2 separate regions of the Drosophila melanogaster genome follow, and region 2 is linked to region 1. A link is a contact called in public Hi-C data. All regions are on one chromosome and are shown on one strand. The core of a region is the stretch at or near the end of the contact, and the rest is flanking DNA. Distances in the headings are between cores, read along the strand shown. Region 1 holds the start of kibra (kibra,). Region 2 holds the start of Xrp1 (Xrp1,).

Region 1 (3,050 bases), core at 375-2,874:
TTCAGTTATATTCGGAGTCTTAATCATCGCATCGGAATGTTTACTCCAAGTTTTTCCCCCGTTCCGTTGCGTTTTGTTTTGCCTGCTGCCGCTGCTGTCTTGTTTAAAATATGTAATTTATTTTGCTGCTGCCTCTTTATTTTATTTTCCTTTTATTTTTCTTTTTTTTTTTTGCTTCATTTCGCCTCCACCGATCGCATTCCTTTACACACACAGCTGCAGCACGCACCTTTTCTTTCCGGTTCAAGAGCGCTTCGGAATCGGAATTTATATGGGTTTTTTTTTTAGCTCGTTTGCCGGAGCTTCCTGAATGAGTGAACTGCTGATCTCTCACCTGCGTTTTATGCCTTCTTAAGCCACTAACAACTTGCCAAGAATTTTATTCTATTTTAATTTGATTCTCAATGAGTTATCTGCTTCACTTATTAGCCATTAAGCAGCAATTGGGGTTTATAAGCACTCTTGATAGTTTGCGATGTTAAAGCATCTATAACTTATTTAAAACACAACCTGTTGGTTTGGTCATTCGTTATGTATGCCTCATTTCTGATAATTGTTCTAGTAGTTTTAATAAGTTTAAACTAACTTTCCAAATGCAAATATCTTATAATTATATTTCAGATCGCCCTTGTTTCAATTTCGTTTCTTTAATTGACCCTTTCCGGAACACTTACCAATCTCTGGGATCCAGCCAGGTGGTCTTCTTGTTGATATGATCTATGTAATAGGTCTTGCCATCGAAATCCTTGGCGATATCCCAGCCATCGGGAAGTGGGAAGTCGCTGTGGTGTTGTTGCTGCTGCTGATGATGCGTGTGTTGTTGTTGTTGCTGTTGTTGATGATGATGATGATGTTGCTGTTGCTGCTGTTGGGGTCGCAGGTGGTGGGGATGCAGATGATGCTGCGATTGCGATGCGGTTTGTTGCAGATTCGGCATTTTAACTTTGTTTCTCGCCGTGTACTTTGGTTAGTCTGAGAAAACGTCGTTGTTGCTGGATTTTTCACCCGACGCGCGCCTTTTCTTTCTTTTCGCTATTGCTATCTACGTTTGCTTCTTTTTTCGGGGGGTTTCTCTTTGCGCTGTTTACATTAGCAAAGACATTTCAATTCCGTTTCTTTTGCTCCGGCGATAATGGAGACCGACCCGCACACACACACACACAACACGGCCACACGGTGACGGGCGTAGAGGCACACACCGAGCCAACTCGAATACACACGCGCGCAGGGGAGAGAGAGCGGGAGAGCGCGGGCGCGCTCTCAATTATTTATTTACTTTTTTCGTAACTGCATTCCATTCCAGCTCAAACACACGCACACATATGGGGGACGAACACAAGCGCACACGATCACTGCTCACAGTTGGTGCTGCTTCTTTTCATTTCTTGTTGTTGCAAGCGTTTGAACTCCTTTACTTATTTTCTTATTTTCGCCTAATTGAAACTAATTAACGACGATAATCCAACCATCCACTTGGTGTTCACAAAAAAATATGTACTTCAGTTTAGTGAGTTCGCGCCGTCGCCGATCTCTTCGGTTCCGGAATTCCTTGGGGGAGCAGCAAAAAACACGAGTAGCGCGCTTGATGACCGTCCGATTCGGATTCGGAATTTGTTTTGGTAACATTCGCTGCTAGTGGTGTAGCAGAAAACATCGCATTGCATATCGATACACTCGCGGCGATGTTATTCGATGTATTGGTTGATATCGATATTATAGGCTGTATTGACGCGGTTGCAGAGATGCGATATTTAACAATCATGCACGAAAAGTATTTATTGTTATTTGGCTTGTGTAGTCCCCAAGCATAGGTGTAATTGTTGAGGGAAGAAAATAGGAGTTGTACGTTCAAAGATCGGCTTGGTAACAGGAACTAGTTCGGTTCTTCAAGCGATGTTAATCAAAGCCAGTTCCGATAGATCATGTTAACTCGCTCTGTTAACAATTACTGTTATCTTAATCCTAACATTTCCGTTACATTTTAAAAACAGAAAAAGAAAAAATTTAAAAAAAAAGACTGTAAACTGAGTTACGCATTTCGAAATCAATATGTATCCCAACCATAGATAGAAAAATAAATTATGTTTCCGAAACATAACTTCAATAAAACCACAATTTCGCTTGCTTTGTACGTTTGATATTGTATTTGCATTTTATGAATTGTAAAAATTGAGTCAACAAGACTAACACAGCTTCAGCTCAAGACACATGCAATTTCATTGACATTGTTTAATTGTATATATTAAAGGAAATCAATTAGGATATAAAGAGAGAAACCTTTTTGCCGCTTATGCGATGCCAACTATCTGGATCTGGATTGTCTAACACGAAACCCTAACTAATTGGTAAATTAAACATAAATTAATCATATCGGTCAACAACTACAACTAAATATTAGTTATTAGCGGATAAAGAGCGCCCCATAAACTATTTACACTAAGCTTTAGTCTACTAGAGTCCCGGATTCCATCTCCGCTCCTCGGATCTTCGGATCTTAACTCAGATGTTCGGATCTTCAAGTTCTAGGAGAGAACTGGTGCAGTGCATCCGTTATTCAGGCGATACTCGGCATAGACCAGTCCGGTGTTGTGCCAGTGATAGAAGGCGGCCACGATGATCAGGTGCCACCAGTTGTGCGAATGCCCAACGAAGTCCACCTTGCCGGTGAACCAGCGCTCCGGAATCTTGGCCGCATAGAAAACGAAGGCGACGAGGCAGAGCAAGTACATGAGCACGATGCGGGGCACCATCAGCTGCAAATGGTAATGATTGATGGATTAGCAAATGACAAGATTCCATAAATTTCCAACTGATGCCTACCCTGACTAGCTCGTTCTCCAGACCGCCCATGGCCACCGCCCAGTGGCCCAGAGGTATGATTCCATAGGCAGACCAGAGTAGCAGCACCGCCACCTTGCCGTTCATGGACACATTCAAACGGGGTATCTGCACGGCAATGGCCAGTGCGAACATGCCCAGTGCAATCGTGGAGTACAGGGTGCGCAGGAAGGTGTGGCACCAGAAGGCATAGTACATGCCACTGATATAGA
Region 2 (3,267 bases), core at 314-2,813, 4.2 Mb after region 1:
ATAAGCAGTATTCTTTTGTGACAGACATGGAAATAGATTTAAATCACCAAGAGTTTGGTTTGCATGACTCTGGCCATTAGGTGATCAACACGTTGTACTTTCTGATTTTATCTTGCGCCATGGAGAAGATAAAAGCAGGAACAGTGTCGCCAAATGGAACCACGTCAGGGTGTCAAGGCCAATCGCAAAGTGCAATGCGATTGTATGTTTTGAAAAATTATAAATCTACAAAACAAATGTTCGTTCTGCTTGTTTAGGCTTTTCTGTGTCGAAATGCGCAGTTTCTTCCAGCGACTAAAGAGTTTTCACATTGGGTGAGCTCATCTTATGTAAGTGGACAACCCCCAAAATGAATCATCGGCCGGCTAATTTAAGCCAGCCAGCCAGCTACAGTTTAAGCCACCCCCTTTTTGCCCTGCACCGGTGTGAAAATTTCGCCCAACATGTTTAACAACACTATGAGTTTTCCAAAAGTTGTGGCAACATGTTGCCAAGAGATTTTCGCAGTCTCTGGCAACAAGCCAACAATACGAATCAGCTGGGCCAGACTAAAACAGCTGTTGCAACGTGTGGCAAGTGTTGCATCAGCCAATCTCAACCAGCGAGAGAGAGTTTCACTCACGTGGAGAGAAAGAGTGCGAATCTGTATTGTTTGTTGTTGCTGCATGGCAGGCTGCCAAACCAGTTGCCCTATACCTTTTGGAGCGGACATAGGTGACATATGTAACCATAAATACTTACATTTACATTAAAAATCCTGTGAATGATCATATGAATATAAATGAATATTTAGGCGCGAAAAAATACGCAAAGTATTGAACTATACTTAAGTTTCGCGGCTTTTTATTAAATACCAGTTTATTAACCCTTTGTGAGCAAACATAGTTGCTATTACTTACAACCTTAATATCTACGTTTCTAAATTATCTGGGTGCAGAGTAAAATTTATTCTTTTTTTTTAGCTTCTCTTATCTATTGTAGCCAATTTAGACCGAAATGCTATCTGTGCAATTTTCAGACTGTCGCTAGCCAAATAATATGAACGGCTATGAATAATCTGTCTGCGTTTTGCACAGTTTATTGAAAATATATATATTTTTTGTTATATTAACTTAACTGTGTTGTATGTAATACTTTGCCTCAAGTTAATAGCACATGGAAATTTTTTTTTTTCAGAACTTAAATCAGTTGATGCTAATGCATTGTTTACACCTTTTTCAGCTGCTTTCAACCAGCTAAGGGTTTTAGAGTAGAGTAGTATCTAAGAAGTAGAGGCACCCACTTATCCGAGTGGCCCATCCTCCGCATCACAAAAATAATGAGAGAAAAAGATCCCCGCGTGGAAATGTTTTGGGGGCACGGCCATAGAAAATAGACACAGCAGCTGAGAGAGCGCGTGTGTGTGAATATATGTGAATATATATTGGTGGTGGGGAAAGGGTATATGGACGGAGCGGTGAATGAAACCGGCAACGACGTCAGCAAAATTATATCAACCCCGGCCAGCGGCTGCCGTCCAGTGCTCGCAGTTGAGTCAGTTAGTAACAATACTTCGTCGCGAACAGAACAACAATTCAGTGAGTCAAGGCAAACGACAGAGCTTTCGGTGTGCAAATCAGCGTGGAATTTGTGAAATTTTCGATACGTGTTTTAGAATCCCATCTTAATGGCATCAAACGCTGAACCTCGTTACAAAGATATCCTATTCATAGAACAGTAATTTCTTTTCGTGTAAAACGTACCAGATAAACTCAACTTTGAGTGCAAAGTTCAGAGTGATTAACAGCCTGAAAAACATTTGCGAGAGACGCAATAAATTGGCGAAAATTAAACAAACAATTTCTATATATACTTCGTATCTCGGTATCTCAGATAACAGTTGTATCTAGATGCTATATAGATAAGCGCTTGTGAACACGAACACTTGACGAGTACATTAAGCATACGCCCGATCTACACAAGTGGTATCACTGAAGCAACAGCTGACCGTACCAAAAAAAAAAAAGAAAAAAAAAGAGAAAAACACTTCAAAGGCATTTTGCCCCAATATTATGTTCGTTCTGCCTGCGGTTGGTGCAACACTAACAGCAACAGCAGTGTCGAGAAAAAGCGGGAAATCCAACATCGCGTCGCCTAAGAACGTCATGCAACATTCGCCTGTCGTTGTCTTCATGTGTGTGCAACATTCGCAGCAGCAGGTTCCCATGCTCAACAACTTTATGTGTATGCGTATGCGCGGCTGGCATAACAATAAGTTTTATTGCAACAATTCAATCAATATCGAGACCTCCACGATCGGCACCGGCACTGGTGGCACTACGGGCACTAAGATCCTACGACGCTCCAAGTTGCTACGAAAGAAGCGTGACTTTAACCGCCGTCGCTTTAGTCGCCGCACTTTCTTTTGAAACCGATTCGAATAAGTCAAATAGTCACCGGAGATAAGGAGCAACAAGGATCAAGATCATATTAGTGCCGTCATCATTGGAACCTGCTCAACGTGGCAGCAACATGATGGAGGGTAAGCAACTACTGGCCACATTTCTCATTTTCCCAAAGCCAGCAACATTTGTTGCCACAACTTTGTTGCTGGCGGTGTCATTGACACTGGGTACACTTCACGTCGAGTATACATAGATAGATGAGGCCACCTACCTATAGGCCTATAGTAATCGTGAACTTTTGTAGGGCGTTGTTTTGATAGGTGTTTTGATTACATGTGAAAACGTGACGCTTAAAATAATAAATTTATATGGGGTTTCTAAACCGGATTCTGTCTTATATCTTATTCTATATTATTAGTTAAGTAACTAGTCTTAAATTTTGTATCTTTAGGATGATTACTAAATAATTAATAATGGTGACCTGTTGAGTTACAGACATTCATGCATATATGGTAGGGAAGATACAAAAATCTTTGGCTTTACTAATTTAAAACTTTAGAGACTGAGCACACCGAAACAGCTTAAAAAAACACATTTTTGGATATGCCAGACAACTGCTTGTTGCAAAAAATCACTTTAAACTTAGTCATACACTTTTAGCTACCACCACACTATATTGTATGTACATATGTAGATCACGTTTCAGATAAAAGTGATAAGATAAGATAATCAAATCGAACAAGGAAGGGGCTTTGTAGATCAATTGCTATTCATCTACACATGCAAAACGCCCTACCTTTCCATTCCCATTTCGTGGAATCGAAAAATGCGCACTCATCGTGAAAAGATTGAACGAATCGCTACGTGTTGGCCATTTATTTTG

What was found. Hi-C and Micro-C count contacts between places; a contact is called where the count stands out from the background.
Region 2: a contact with region 1 is called in a Hi-C map of the Kc167 cell line, with 2.7 times the contacts expected there. The contact joins the promoter of Xrp1 here to the promoter of kibra in region 1. A contact is called at or near these places in 2 of 107 Hi-C or Micro-C datasets (the Kc167 cell line and eye imaginal disc).

The regions. Positions count from the first base shown.
Region 1 is chr3R:14,722,637-14,725,686 of dm6, forward strand. It overlaps kibra (kibra,), which reads right to left and starts at 1,625. Exons shown (of 9, transcript NM_001300400.1): 1 at 675-1,625. The coding sequence starts at 937. CG7530 reads right to left here. Exons shown (of 6, transcript NM_169599.2): 5 at 2,821-3,050; 6 at 2,124-2,753. The coding sequence ends at 2,523.
Region 2 is chr3R:18,913,405-18,916,671 of dm6, forward strand. Xrp1 (Xrp1,) reads left to right here and starts at 1,564. Exons shown (of 5, transcript NM_142504.4): 1 at 1,564-2,521.